Linked DNA regions of Sus scrofa: region 2 is linked to region 1. The links are chromatin contacts, called in public HiChIP or PLAC-seq maps. All regions are on one chromosome and are shown on one strand. Each heading gives the region's core, a stretch centred on a gene start, on an enhancer-like site or on the middle of the called end of the contact. The rest is flanking DNA. Distances are from core to core; before and after follow the strand shown. Region 1 overlaps DCAF8 (DDB1 and CUL4 associated factor 8). Region 2 holds the start of ATP1A2 (ATPase Na+/K+ transporting subunit alpha 2).

The links. HiChIP or PLAC-seq counts read pairs in DNA pulled down with a chosen protein or histone mark.
Region 2: an H3K27ac HiChIP or PLAC-seq map of skeletal muscle shows a contact between it and region 1. The contact joins the promoter of ATP1A2 here to the enhancer-like site in region 1. A contact is called at or near these places in 1 of 5 promoter capture datasets (fetal skeletal muscle), 10 of 47 Hi-C or Micro-C datasets (embryonic fibroblasts, fetal heart ventricle, heart right ventricle and 4 more) and 1 of 2 datasets of contacts at active chromatin or transcription factors (skeletal muscle).

What each region holds. Positions count from the first base shown.
Region 1 is chr4:90,235,298-90,242,825 of Sscrofa11.1, forward strand. DCAF8 (DDB1 and CUL4 associated factor 8) reads left to right here. Exons shown (of 13, transcript NM_001244434.1): 3 at 426-1,096; 4 at 2,268-2,408; 5 at 3,597-3,691. Among named protein-coding and RNA genes, the nearest start is that of DCAF8, 24 kb to the left of the region's middle. Within about 2 kb of position 2,889, at least 1 of the 83 cell types and tissues checked has an H3K27ac peak or open chromatin away from gene starts, as enhancers often do. A contact at or near this core is called in skeletal muscle, where this site is marked.
Region 2 is chr4:90,366,945-90,374,472 of Sscrofa11.1, forward strand. It overlaps ATP1A2 (ATPase Na+/K+ transporting subunit alpha 2), which reads right to left and starts at 3,961. Exons shown (of 23, transcript NM_001171541.1): 1 at 3,940-3,961. The coding sequence starts at 3,951.

The sequences.
Region 1 (7,528 bases), core at 1,639-4,138:
CCTTTTTTTTTCTTTTTAGGGCAAAACCTCACGGCATATGGAGGTTCCCAGTTCTCAGGCTGGGGGTTGAATCGGAGCTGCAACTGCCAGCCTATGCCACAGCCACAGCAAACGTGGGATCTGAGCTGTGTCTTCGACCTACACCACAGCTCATGCAATGCCAGATCCTCAACCCACTGAGCAGCACCAGGGATCGAACCTGTATCCTCATGGCTCTTAGTTGGGTTTGTTAACCGCTGAGCCATGAAGGGAATTCCAGAAGCTATTCTTTATAAATATTTGTAATGGAAACATTTTGACCAAAATTGGTTTCTGGGTCTTTTGATGTGATGATTATTTTTGACTAAGGAGGGGAAATTCTTCTGATCATTATCTTATTTCCTTATTTCCCCCCCCCCATCTACTCATTCCTCACTAACATGCAGGAAGCCTGTCTAGCAGTCCAGAGGAGATGTCTGGTGCTGAGGAAGGGAGAGAGACATCCTCAGGCATTGAAGTGGAGGCCTCAGACCTGAGCTTGAGCTTGACTGGGGATGATGGTGGCCCCAATCGCACCAGCACAGAAAGTCGAGGCACGGATACAGAGAGCTCAGGTGAAGACAAGGACTCTGACAGCATGGAGGACACTGGCCATTACTCCATCAATGATGAAAACCAAGTCCATGACCCCTCAGAGGAAGAGGAGGAGGAAGAAGAGGAGGAAGAAGAGCATCCTCGTCGCCGTGTACAGCGCAAGCGGGCCAATCGTGATCAGGACTCATCCGACGATGAGCGAGCCCTGGAGGACTGGGTAGCCTCAGAGACATCAGCCCTGCCCCGACCTCGCTGGCAAGCCCTTCCTGCTCTTCGGGAGCGGGAGCTGGGTTCAAGTGCCCGTTTTGTGTATGAGGCTTGTGGGGCAAGAGTCTTTGTGCAGCGTTTCCGTCTGCAGCATGGGCTTGAGGGCCATACTGGTTGTGTTAATACCCTGCACTTTAACCAGCGCGGCACCTGGCTGGCCAGTGGCAGCGATGACCTGAAAGTGGTGGTTTGGGACTGGGTGCGGCGACAGCCAGTATTGGACTTTGAGAGTGGCCACAAAAGCAATGTCTTCCAGGTGAGGCAAGGGAGCACATTGGCAGTTGGGAAAATCAGGCATGTGTTAGACAAACCTGAGCTGCTAACTGGAGTAGGAGTGGCAGCAAGTTGTGGTAGGAATTAGATATCAGGGCTTGGTCCTACTTTGGCCCCATAATGAGTTAGAGGAACTAAATACACTGAAAGACCCATGGCAGCCTTTTATTTCCTTGAGCACATAGAGTATTGCAAGCCTCATTATAATAGGGTGCTTGGAAATCGTTAGGAAGTTACTAAATGCCCTGCTTAGGAGGGATATAGTGTAAGAGCAGAGGTTTTTGAGCCAGACTACTTGAGTTTAAATCTTGGCCCAACTCCTTACTAGAGGTGTGATCTTGGGTACATTTATTTAATCTCTGTCTTCAGTTTCTTTAACTATATAATATGGGGCTAATAACACAGAGGGTTGTGATGGAGTTCCTGCTCTGGCACAGAGGGTGAAGAGTCCTACTGCAGTAGTTTGGGTCCCTGCAGAGGCCCGGATTTGGACCCTGACATGATGCAGTGGGTTAAAGGATCCAGCATTGCTGCAGCTGTGACTTGGATTCAGTTTTTGGCCCAGGAGCTTCCCTATGCCTCTGGTGTGGCCATTTAAAAAAAAAAAAAAAAGAGGGTTATGAGGATTAAATAACAATAGAAGCTAAGCAGTTAGAACCATGTCTGGTACTTAACAAACATTTGATAAATATTAGTTGACATTGTTATTCTCTGGAGGTTTTACTTATCAGCCCCATCTATCATATAGTCTAGCTATTTATCCCTAAGCATGGTTTCTTTCCTTCTCCAGTATCCCCTCTAGTTTCCTTTTTCTTTGTAGAAAATTTGTTTACTTTCTGAATCAAGGAAGATTTTTCTCTTTTTTTCCTTTTCTTTCCTAGTAGGTATAGTCTTAGTTTACCTGAGCACTTACCCTGTACCAGTTCAACCTTTTGGAATCAACAGAAGTGCTTTCTTATATCAGAAGTTTTTTTCTCTTCCTCTCCTTTATCCCTTGGACGAAATTGGACTTGAGCCAATTATAAAAGAGTAGGAGGTCTTAAGTTTCCAGCTATCGTGCAGCAACAGGGGGAGATTTGGGGTGGTCATCACACTTTTCCCTCTCAAATGTGCTTTTATTTCTCTTGTACTTTCTTTTATTCTTAATATCCCAGGCCAAGTTCCTTCCTAACAGTGGTGATTCTACCCTGGCCATGTGTGCCCGTGATGGGCAGGTTCGGGTAGCAGAGTTGTCTGCTACACAGTGCTGCAAGAATACGAAGCGTGTGGCACAGCACAAGGGAGCATCCCACAAAGTAAGTAAGCCCTGTCTGCGAAGATTGTGCAGTTCCGCTTCTCTGTGAGTCTCCGCCAAGGCCCTCCAGTCAGTATCTGTACATTGTGTCCCTTTGTTGGGGTCACCTGCCTCACTTCTTTCAGTCCTAAGATTTGTAGGTAAGATGGGAGAAAAAGCAGCTACCCTAAACTTCTCAGAAGGCATGTATTTGAGAGATGTCTATATCTTGCACATGGAGCATTCACCTGATGATACCTGACTCCCAAGCTGAGCCATAGTTGATTTGGAGATCCTTGAGGTCTCCAATGCCTTCCAAGCCTTTAAAATTTACTCTGTATTTAGAACATTTTAACAGCTCCAAGGTGCTAGCTGTTGACTTCTCATATGTGAGAGCTTCAACTTTTCTGCTCACAACTCTCAGTGCATAAACAGCACTATTTCTGGAAGCCTATTTAGAGCAGGAATATAGGCCAAATAGTCATGGCAGCCAGTGAGGAGCCAGCAACTGCCTTATCTCCAAGTAGGCACTGTTTTCTTTCACGCCATGGAAGGAGGATGATCCCCTCTGTTTACAACCCTAAGCAACTATATAGGTGGACCTGGAGTATGCTTTTCTTGCCCACATGGCTCAGGAAATATGAAAATTACCTATTTGATTCTTGAGACTACCCCCAACACAGTAGATAACTAATTTTTCGAACTAAGATGCGAGGAATAAAAGTTGGGTGCCATTTCTCCCCCATCCCTAGTATATGGAATTGATTTTGAGAATGAGCCCTAATGTCATTGTTTTCTTTTGGTATCACTCTTTATATATCCCTTGGGGACTTAGTTAAAAGAGAAAATCATCTGTCCTTTTGCCTTGTATAAAATAAACAAGCTGTAAATAATTCACATACAGAGTAAGAATTAATTTATTAAATTATCTTCTTTCCTGGGATTTTACAACAAAAGAGGTAGGCATTTCTCTGGCTGAGACTTTTTTTTTTTGCTTTTTAGGGCCACATCTGTGGCATATGGAGGTTCCCAGCTGCCAGCAATGCTGGATCCAAGCCACATCTGTGGCCTACACCACAGTCACGGCAACACCGATCCTTAACCCACTGAGCAAGGCCAGGAATCGAACCCACCACCTCATGGTTCCTAGTCAGATTCATTGCTGTTGCACCATGATGGGAACTCCAACTGTTCCTTTTTTCTCTTTCAGTTGGCCCTGGAACCAGACTCTCCCTGTACGTTCCTGTCTGCAGGTGAAGATGCAGTTGTCTTTACCATTGACCTTAGACAAGACCGGCCAGCTTCGTAAGTATAACATTAGTATTTTCTACAGAATTGAATCTCTTGGCCTTGAAAATATTCCATGTGTCCTAGGTAATAACTCTCTAGTTCATCAGAATAGTTCTTTTGTGGAAGTTCGACTGTGGCTCAGCAGAAACAAATCCAACTAAAAACCATGAGGATGCTGGTTCGATCCCTGGCCTCGCTCAGTGGGTTAAGGATCTGGTGTTGCCAGGAGCTGTGGTGTAGTTCCCAGACGTGTCTTGGGTCCCGCGTTGCTGTGGCTGTGGCTGTGGCTTAGGCCGGCAGCTGCAGTTCCCCTACCCTGGGAACTTCCACGTGCTGTGGGTATGGCCCTTAAAAAAAAGAATACCTCTTTTGTGATTATGATAAGCAGATTAAGGTTTAGGGGAATTCCTTCTTTGTTGTTGTCTGTTCTCAATAGTAAAATACTATTCAGCGTATCTTCACTTCTAATGAAGGAAGGGTTCAGTTATCTTCTTATGTGTGGGCTCTAATAACTGGATGTTCTTCCACTCTCCATTCACTTAGGTGACACTCAGCTTCCCCACAAGAAGCACATTACTGGCAGCTTAGAGATAGGCTCCTGTGTGGTTTTCAGTTCAATTATGTATAAAAACATAAAAATGAAATGATAAATCTTGAGCAAAAATATCAGTAGCTATAATAGAACTTTATCATATCACAGCTCATTTTTACATGAATCTGAGACTTATAGGAAAATTATATCTCTTTCACCTGTGTGATCCAGAAACAGCAAATCATCCTGTTTGGATCTAGCTCAGATCTTAACTTGGCACCACTAGTTGTGACTTACAACCTTTCCGAACCTCAGTTTCTTCAGCCTCACTGTGGGCATAATCAGTCAGTCTCATTCTCTCTCTTGAGAATTACTGATTACTGATACTTGAGCGTAGTGTCTGGCACTGTGGTTGGAACTGATTAAATTGCACTTACTAATTTTTTTGTTTCCTTTTTTCACTTTTATTGCTCTTACAGTGAACAAATACGTCTTGTTTTAAAAATTCAAATAATAAAGTATATGGACAAAATGTAAATGCTTCCTCATGTATACCTCCTCTGCCCCCCATTCTGGCTATTGATAACCATTGTTAAAAATTTTGAGTGCCTTTTCAGTAATTTTTCTAGACATTTATGTATCTTACTATGTATATATACACATATACACACACCCATGGGATAGTTGTATGTATATATAAACATATGCATATGTATGTTCCCATAATTTGCTTTTTTCACATTTTTATGTGTTTTGGAGATCTTTTTATGTTAAAACAAAAAGGCCCACCTACCTCATTTTTAACCATGACATATATTGGTGTACCACAGTTTAACCACTGTCTAGTTGATGGATTATCTAGATTATTTATTGTATCATTACTCTTTAAAATTATCTTAAATCTTATATATCAATACCAATATTGAGTAAGGGGTATCACTGATTTACATAGCAGATAAGTAAAATATAAATTAAGGAATATAATCTTAAGGCTGATTATTACTAGACTTTTAGAAAGATCAGTACAGAAAAAAATGTCTAGAAAATGGAGGAATTTAAAATACTGATTAAAGGATAGAAATATTTTGGGCTTGCAGAAACAAGTATAGGGGATAACCAGTAGAGAGGATATACTGGTTATTTATATAAAATTTCAAGAGGTTGAAGGTTGAGAGATAACGAGTGGATTTCTGTGAGAAAGGGAACAGGCCTGGGTACAAGGGATCTGCCTTCTAGTACTGGCCTACAGTTAGGTAGCTTTGAGAAAATCATTTAATCTCTTAAACTCAATGATTTTTGATATTTTCAGTTCTTTGGTTCTGTGATGATAATGGAACATTAGCAGGTTTTCCAGAGGTAGCAGAGGGCAATGATGGAAAAAGTGATGTGAGCTAGTTTGGTCTACTGTGGTAGAGAGTTGTGAAGTAGAATGAGATCTCATTGTGTGGATCAGTTTCAGAGGAAGAGTACTGTTAAGCAAGAAGAAATTGGGAATCTGGTTCAAGTAATGGGCAGAGCAAACGACTTGGGCACATTATTGAATGTGTAATGAAATGATGTAGGCAGAATATCTGGCTAAGAGTTGACCAGTGGATCTACATGCAAACAGTAGTAGACAGGATAGAAACTAAAAGGGTGAACATAGGAGAAACATAGATTAGGAGGCCCAAATTGTGGGTTTGGGAAATAAGAGACAGTGGGCCTTCAGAAAATTTTTGCTTTAGCGGTTGAATTGGTAGAAGACTGAAATGAGGTTGGAGAATTGAATGTGTGAAGGTCATGGAATTCTAGAACATGTATCCTTTTGTGTTAAGCTGGTGCCTGAACATCTGCTTATATCAGAGGCATTTTTGTGTGAAGTTGGCATAGGGGAATTTTTCGCTCTTGTATATCTCTGAAAGCTGAATCTCTGGAAGGTGATGATACTGGCTAACATCATAGGAAGAGGTGGATTTGACGCAGTGGGTGGGATATTCCCTTAACCAGTGGAAGCTGGTTTGAGATATTCAAAGGAATCCTTTGGTTTGATCTGTAATTGTTTTTCCCTTTTTCCTGGAACATACCTACTCATTAAAAAACAGTAAATTTTAAGGCAAAATTTGGTAATTTTTTTTTTTTTTTTGCCTTTTTGCCTTTTTGCTATTTCTTTGGGCCGCTCCCTCGGCATATGGAGGTTCCCAGGCTAGGGGTCGAATCGGAGCTGTAGCCACTGGCCTACGCCAGAGCCACAGCAACGCGGGATCCAAGCCGCGTCTGCAACCTACACCACAGCTCACGGCAACTCTGGATCGTTAACCCACTGAGCAAGGGCAGGGACCGAACCCGCAACCTCATGGTTCCTAGTCGGATTCGTTAACCACTGTGCTACAACGGGAACTCCAAAATTTGGTAATTTTTAAAATGATTTTTATTTTTTTCCATCATAGCTGGTTTACAGTGTTCTGTCAGCAAGGGGACCCAGTCGCACATACATTCCTTTTTCTCACATTATCATGCTCCACCATAAATGACTGTAGTTCTCAGTGCTATACACCAGGATCTCATTGCATATCCATTCCAAAGGCAAAAATTTGGTAAATTTGTTTCATATGGTTTTGTCTGCTACCTTTCTCTGGTGTGAATTTTTTTTTCCTACTGCTATCATTAATCATTTTAATAGCACCTCTGCATTTTCCCCAGAGAGCTCAAGGTACTCTGTGCATTTTTCCCTTAGGAGAGAGAAATGTTTGTTTTAGGTAAATAAATGGAGGCATAGGAAGATTGAGCTCTTTTTCAGGATGAGATGACAGTGGAGCCAGTACGTCATAATCTCTCCCCTCAGTTTCATTTTGCTTTTGCATGGTAACCTTTATGTTCGTCTGACCATCCCCTCTAAAAATCCATGTTAGAGCTACCTCTTCTCCATTGCAAGTTTTGTTCCTGAAACTCTTGATTTGTTTCCTATATTTTTGGTTGTTTTGTTTTGTTTTGTTTTTTCCTTTTTGCCTTTTTCTGGGGCTGCTCCCTTGGCATATCGAGGTTTCCAGGCTAGGGGTTGAATCGGAGCTGCAGCCACCAGCCTACGCCAGAGCCACAGCAACTCGGGATCCAAGCCGCGTCTGCAACCTACACCACAGCTCACGGCAACGCCAGATCATTAACCCACTGAGCAAGGCCAGGGATCGAACCCGCAACCTCATGGTTCCTAGTCGGATTCATTAACCACTGTGCCATGACGGGAACTCCTATTTTTGTAGTTTTGAGGGTTGGGTATGTGATACATATGTGCTTCCCCTAATAACATTTATTTCTAATGGCCTCTATACGCTGTTCTTTTAATG
Region 2 (7,528 bases), core at 2,711-5,210, 130 kb after region 1:
CAAGGTGTTTACTCCCCCCCTTTTTGGCAGGATATATTTTTTGTCTTTTTAGGGCTGCACCTGCAGCATATGGAGGTTTTCAGGCTAGGGGTTGAATCGGAGCTGCAGCTGCTGGCCTACACCACAATCACAGCAACTCAGGGTCCAAGCCACATCTGCAACCTATACCACAGCTCGTTGAAATGCCAGATCCTTAACGCACTGAGTGAGGCCAGGAATTGAACCTGCATCCTCATGGAGGCTAGTTGGGTTCGTAAACACTGAGCCACAAGGGGAACTCCCGGATAACGTATTTTTATATTTTAATTTTTATTTTATTAATTTTATTTTATTTTATTTGGTCTTTTTAAAGCCGCACCCATGGCATATGGAGGTTCCCAGGCTAGGGGCTGAATTGGAGCTACAGCTGCGGGCCTACGCCACAGCCACAGCAATACCAGATCTGAGCCACGTCTGTGACCTACACCACAGCTCCCGGCAGGCAACACCAGATCCTTAACCCACTGAGCAAAGCCAGGGATCGAATCTGCATCCTCGTGGATACTAGTCAGATTCATTTTCTCTGAACCACGAAGGGAACTCCCCGGATAACATATTTTTAAAAACAGACTTTTAGAGTGATTTTGGGTTCTCAGCAAAATGAGCAGAACTTATCGGCTCCCATATACCTCCTGCTCCCCCACCCCCCAACGCGCTGCCCCTCCATCAACATCGGCACCAGATGGTCCATTTCGTTACAATGGATGAACCTACACTGACACGCCACTATCGCTCAAAGTCCATAGTTTACATTAGGATTCTTTCCTGGTGCTGTACATTCTCCGGATTTGGATAAATGTGTATTGACACATATCTACCCTGATAGTATACAGAGTATATTCACAGGGCACAGGGTTAACAGACTTCTTTTCATCAAAGAGGAGCAAGCCTCTGATCAGAAGAGGAGTGTGGCAGCTGCCCTGATCAGAAGAGATCACAAATCTAGCTCCTGGAGAGGCAGAAGTCTGACCCGTAAAATCAGGAGATGCAATGAGAGGTGTGCATCGTTATCATTATCACCTAGACGCTAACGATCTAGAAGGATCTGAGCTTTTTGCAGGCTGCTCAAAATTACTCTTCTCAGCAAAGGTGACCAGTACATCGTGTGTTTGTTTCCATTTATGAATCAAGGATATTTTCTGCTTCCTAAAGGCTGATCATCTGAAATTGGCAAAACTGCAAATCAACTATACTTTAGTAATAATAATAATAATAATAATAATAATAATAATAATAATAATAATAAGGCTGATCATCCTGGGCGACTGAAGCAGTCCAACGGAATCAGTGGGGGAGGGCTATGAGTAGCGCTAACTCCCCCTTCCCCAGGTGACTTGGGAGGCCTCATTTAATTAAATGGATTAAAACACTTTGGATTCACAAATCTAATGCTTTGGATTCTGTCCTTGGTGGGGCAGGGCTGAGAAAGAGATGAAAAGCACCGAAGGGGCAAGAGGCAAGAGATCAGTTTGGCCAGCCTCGGGATGACCGTACGGAGCTCCCCCGGGGCAGGATCAGGGCCTGAGCATGCGCAGAGGAGAGGGCTGCAGCTGGGGGCCAGGGAGCAGAGCCCAGAGAATTTCTGTACATTCAGGCATGAAATAAGGTTCATGAAAATTAGAATCAAAGGTATGGTTTTAAAACGGTGCTGGTCTACAGACCTATGTCTGGCATATAGAGACGGTGGCTGAGCAAAGACGCTCGGAGCAGCACCCCCTTTCCCTAAGCTCCCACCCCACTCTCCCGCAGGCAGGCACAGAGCAGCGGGCACACTGCCCCTTGCCCCCCCCCCCCGCCCCCGTCCTGGCAGGGATGTTGGGCTCTGCGGCCAGGAGCCTGCAGAGATTTGGGGCCAGCAGGCTGCCCAGGCAAGAAAGAAAGAGAGGAAGCAAGGACCCCCCCCCCACCAGCCCCCCTTACTCCTCCCTCTCCCCCAACACAAGTCCCCCTCTCTGGGCCTTGAATGCTGAAGGAGAACAGAGAGTTCTTTCTGAGAAAGCGCAGGGCCGGGACAGAGTGGGGGCAGCTGGAAATCAGCCAACGTTCCCCCCACCGCAGCCTCTCCGTGGCAGCTGGAGCGGGCTGGGCTCCTTCCCACCAGGGCTGTCCCTTCCCCCAACTCCCACGCTGCCCTTCACGGCCATAGGGTGATGGGGTGACAGTGGGGCCTTGCTCTGAGGGAAGGAGCAGGGGAAAGAGGATGTGGATGGGGGTGCCTTCCCTCTTTGGGAGTCTCCTGGGGGGTTGAACTCCAAGCGCCAACCCTAAGGGCACCCATACCCCGCAGCCTCTCAGTCTGAACAGAGGCAGTCCTGCTCCCTGACTTGCTACTGGGGGTGGACAGGTGGGAATGGGATTCAGGGAGGCTGGGGGAGAAGCATAGACCCCTGAAGAAGTCAAGGTCAAACTGCTTCTCCAGGACCCCTTGAGCTGAGTGCACCCTGTTCTAAGGTGGGGGAGAAGAGGGGTCAGAGGTCCATGCTTCAGTTGGGGGCTTCCTTTCCCCCGGGGGGAACAAGAGATGTCAAGGTGCCGCCGAAGATCCCAAGACAGTACATCTTCCCACTGTCGTGAGCTCTTCCTCTGTGAGGCCCACACCTCAGAGACAACTCTTCATAGACCCTCATGAGCCCCCCCCCACAGCGATGTCTCTGCTCACTCCTGCTCCAGGACCTGCGTGTTTGCAAATTTTTCTGCTGAGACACAAACACAGGTGCTCATCCGTGGATATCTGTATCAGTTCCAGCCTATGGAGAACACGTCACACACACACACACACACACACACACACACACACACACACCGGTTCTATTTATAGCTCCCACCCTAGCTCAGGAACCCTGGTGTCCAGGCTCAGAGTTTTCCCAGCTGCTAAACTCAGTGCGACACCATGTCCTTGCATGACCCCCTCCTGGGCCCAGAAACTCCGCCACAGCTCCCCACGGGCACCCTCTTTCCTCAGCACCCTCCCGGGGCTCCCTTCTGCCAGCATTCCACAAAAGGAAAGCCACCAGGCTTGGGATGTAAAGAGATTGGGTCCCTTTTCTCCATATGGAAATTTCATTTCCAAGAATTCCAAGCCTCAGCCCTGGCCACCCCCACCCTCTCCATCCCCGGTGGCTGTTAATCTTCCCCTTGGCATATCCCGAGCTGCAGAATGCCACAGGCTGGGGTGGACCGAGGGGGGTGCCTGCAGCTCTCACCAGCCTCTGGGAAAGTCCTCAAAGCGCATGGCCTGAAGCCCGAGCACAATGCTGCCGGGGACAGCGCCGGGTGGGTGGGTGGGGGTGTTGGACCAGGGGCTGGGGGCACATCGCTCTCTGCCTTTGCTCACTGCTCCCAGCTGTCCCTGGAACCCAGGGTCCCCCCTCTCTCCCAGAGCTGGTGTTTGGAAATGCTTGGTGACTCAGAAGCAGATGCCCCTTGGCCCTCTCTGCAACCACAAATTGGACCCCCATCCTCTCAGGCTGGGACTCCTGGAGGAATGGATACTTTCAGAGGGTGGCGAAGGCAGGGGGCATTCTCAGTACCAAATAACCTTCCGCTGGGAGGCCAGGAGATACGGTGAGAGAGGAGGGACCATGGGGGTTTGGTGGGGAGGAGATGAGGCAGGGGTGGAGGGAGGGCTGGAGGGGATGCTGGTGGGGGGTGGTGAGCTTCGGAGCTGGTCCTGGGGTCGGTGGTAAAGAACTCAGCACTCAGGGAGCGAGCAAGCAAGTGCCACTGTCCGTCTGTGCACATAGTCCTGGCTGGGAGACTCAATACTTCCAAGTTCAAAGCAGCCCACCGCTCCTCCCTCTGGGTCCCATCCCCACTTTGTCCTTCCTTCCAGCCTCCCTCATCATCCAGAGAGCCGCACAGCTCCCTCCAGAGCCAGCCCTGCTCTTTAGGGATACTCACCCCACGGCCCATCTTGGGGCAGAGTGGCTGCGGGACCTTGACTGGAGAGGTCACCAGGAGGATCCCGAGCTCACACCACCGGTCTGGGGCGCCAGAGACCCCGGCAGACAGACAGAGACAGTGAGCAACAGGGTAGCTTTAAATAGGTCCCTCTCCCCCTCTCCCCCGCCTTCCCTCCTCGGGAAAGAAACGTTTGTTGAAACAGGATCTCTGAGGACTCCTCCCCTCCCGCCCCTTAAGCAACTGGCCTGAGGAAGGTCCGTTTGTCCCACCGAGTGCTCCCCCTCCGCTCCCCTCACCCTCCAAGTCCTGGCCCATGGCAGCCACTACTGAGAGAGGGGAGATACGGTATGGGGTGGGGGATATGCCCCTTAGGGAGGGCAGAGGGGGAGCCCTGGGCAACAGCATCAGCATCCCAGAGAACAGAGGCCATGTGATCTGACCCTGCCTCTTGCTTTCCCGATGGGGAAGCTGAGGCCCGGAGAGACTGCACATGAACAAGATTTGAGCTGATAAAACAGAACTAGAACCTGGTCTCCTGCATCTACATCTAACTTCCCGGAGAAAGAAGCAAGAGACCGTTCTCTCCACTGTAAAGACTGTGGGAACCCTGAAGCCAGGAAGAGGTGGTGCTAGAACCCAGGGCGGCCCTTGTGTATGAGGCTTCTCGAGGTTGGCAGCCTGATGAGAGCCAAAGGCAGCTCCAGAAGCAGCATGGGAGTTCCCGTTGTGGCTCAGTGGATTAAGGACCCAACATGGTCTCTGTGAGGATGCGGGTTGGATCCCTGGCCTCACTCAGTGGGTTAAGGATCCGGCATTGCTGTGAATTGTGGTGTAGGTCACAGATGCCGCTCAGATCCGTGTTGCTGTGGCTGTGGTGTAGACCAGCAGCTGCAGCTCTGATTCAACTCCTGGCCTGGGAACTTCCATATGTTGTGGGTGTGGTCCTAAAAAGAAAAAAAAAAAAAAGAAGCAGCATGAAGTCTGCTAGATGGAGGGGAGAGAGTCTTCCCAAGCCCTCCAGATGTAGCCTTTGCAAAGTTTCAGAGTCAAGGCTCCCAAGACCTGGGAGATGGCTGGCAGAAGGGCAGGTGGGGCACAGAAGGGACTGCCCAAGTTTACCCTTGTAATTGGGGCGGGGGGAACACACACATTACCCTCTTAGACACTGTTGAGGAACTCTAGGCTGTCGATGGGTCGGTGGGGGAGAAGCCCAAAGACTGGCACTTACGGAGCTTCTAAGAGGCATATAGAGGTCAGTATCCTAACATGTACCAGAGCCAAGAACAACAAGAAGGGCAACTGCTTCCTTCAGGCAGGATGAAGGGTAGACAGACAAGAGCCCTCTCTGCACTGAAACATGGGAGTGGCATTCCCGTCGTGGCTCAGTGGTTAATAAATCCAACTAGGAACCATGAGGTTGCGGGTTCTATCCCTGGCCTCGCTCAGTGGGTTAAGGATCCGGTGTTGCTGTGAGCTGTGGTGTAGTTTGCAGATGCGGCTCAGATCCCACGTTGCTGTGGCTCTGGCGTAGGCCAGCGGCTATAGCTTTGCTTGGACTCCTAGCCTGGGAACCTCCATGTGCCTCAGGATCGGCCCAAGAAATGGCAAAAAAAAAAAAAGAAAAAAAAAAAAAAAAGAAACATGGGAGAAACTGACCCAGTGTTCGGGGAGAGGGGAGAGGGGAGTGGTGAGAGGGCCTTGCCTTGGGCGCGGAGGGGGACCTTGAACTGACACCAACCAGAACCAAGGGTAGACGAGTCGGCCAGGACAGGACCTGCTGGTCTAGGGCAGGGGTCCCAGGTCATTTGCTAAAAAAGCCCAAGAATCGGGGCCAAAGGGAGGGAGGGGGAACCCAGAAGGGGCAGAGAGAGAAGAAAAAGTCCTACACGGCCTTCTCCTGGGAGCAGTCAGAGGGCAGAATTCTCCTGGTGGAGGGAAGCCAGCAGTGGGGGGGCAGGTCTGAGCCCTGAGCTAACTTCAAAGGAATTAGGATGAGAGGGCTCAAGGCTTGAGGTGTCTGCTGGCTGGGCTGGTCTCTCTCTGGCCCCAGGGGGGAACTTGCTCCAGAGGGATTATCGACCTCTCCTCCGGCAAGTCCACTCTCAGGGCACAGGGCTCACGTCTGAATTCCCCAAATAACTGGCCCCCTCCAGGCCCGCGGCTGGGATTTTCCATTACAGGATCTGGCAGGTCACACCCCACATCCGCCCTCCTTCTTCTTCCTGGGTTAGAGCAGGAAGGGTGGGTGGCATGGGGCCGGCATCTTCTCAGCACAGGCCCCTTAAGCGACCTTGAATTTGGGCCTGGGGAGAGCAGACAGTGGGAGGAACCAACGAGGAGATAAGACATCCCAGTTCAAGCGCCGGGGTCTAGAGGAGAGAGTGAGAGAAGTCGCGCAAGGTGTAGCAAGAAGGCTTGTGGTTAGATGGCCGGAGAGACGGCCAGAAGAAGTCATGGAAAGGCTGACCCACACGTGGGGTCAATCCACACGCGGGCCGCCTTGCCCTGGGGTCGGGGCGCAGGGGAGGATGACTTGGGATTTAGGAAGCACCTGCTCCTTGGTTCCTGGGTTGGAACCGCTGGGTTCTCTTCTGCCCCGCCCTCTGCAGGACACAAGGTGAGATAGAAGGGAAAACCTCCACCCCACTGCCTGGAAACCCAAGGGCGTGTGTCATGCTGGGCTCACACAGTTTTCTCTCCCGCCCACCCCTGCTGGCACCTCCCAGTACTTCCCAGTCCTTCCAAGGCCCTGGCACTGGTCCTTGTAGCCAGGTCCAGTACCGGAAGGGACTGTGCCCTTCCTCTGCCTACAGAGACTGGTGGCGGGGCGGGGGGGGGGGGTCCCTGCCTCGCCCTGCAATGGGGCAGCCCCAAGAGCACTGCTGCACACACATCCAGGGCTCAGACAAAAGAAAGGGTGGACAGGACACCCAGGGCCCATTCCTCATCCGGATCGAGCATCACTGACCACCTTCCCTGCCCGGGACAGTGTGGAGGCTCTGAGAGTCCACTGTGGACTTCCGACTCTGGGCATCATCCAGTGTAGACACTGGTCCTTTGATCTGGGATGCCTGCTTCCTTTGAACACAGACAGTGGTGCCAGGTTGGATCAAGGCCCTTAGGGTGAGAAGAACAAAGTGGAAAGTAAGAAAGACTTGGCCCTAGGAGGTGCAGGAGGTGGGAAGTCCAGAGGGGACTGGGCTGGGGAGTGGGTTTGAAAGTCGGAGGCCGAAAGGGGGTCAACAAAGGGCAGGGTAGGTGATCTTAAATCAGATATTTGGTTGGTAGGGAGGCTCTGGGAAGAAGGGGTGTGTGCGGGGGTGTGTGCTTGGGGGTGCGTGCACGTGTGTGCCAGTCAATGACTGAGGCAGGCGGGATTGTGTGGGGAGGATGTGTGTGGGGAAGAGACGGCTCGAAGGAACCAAGCCGTAATTCCGGAGGAGGCGGCGTGGTCAGGCTGGTGAACATTGGCTCTTTGCGCTGGGACCCCGGGTGTGTGTGCGTGAGCGCGCGTGCGTGCGTGCGTGGCGGGTGGGGAGCACGTGTGGAGCCGGGTGGGAGTACGTGAGAGTCCGTGGGAGAATGT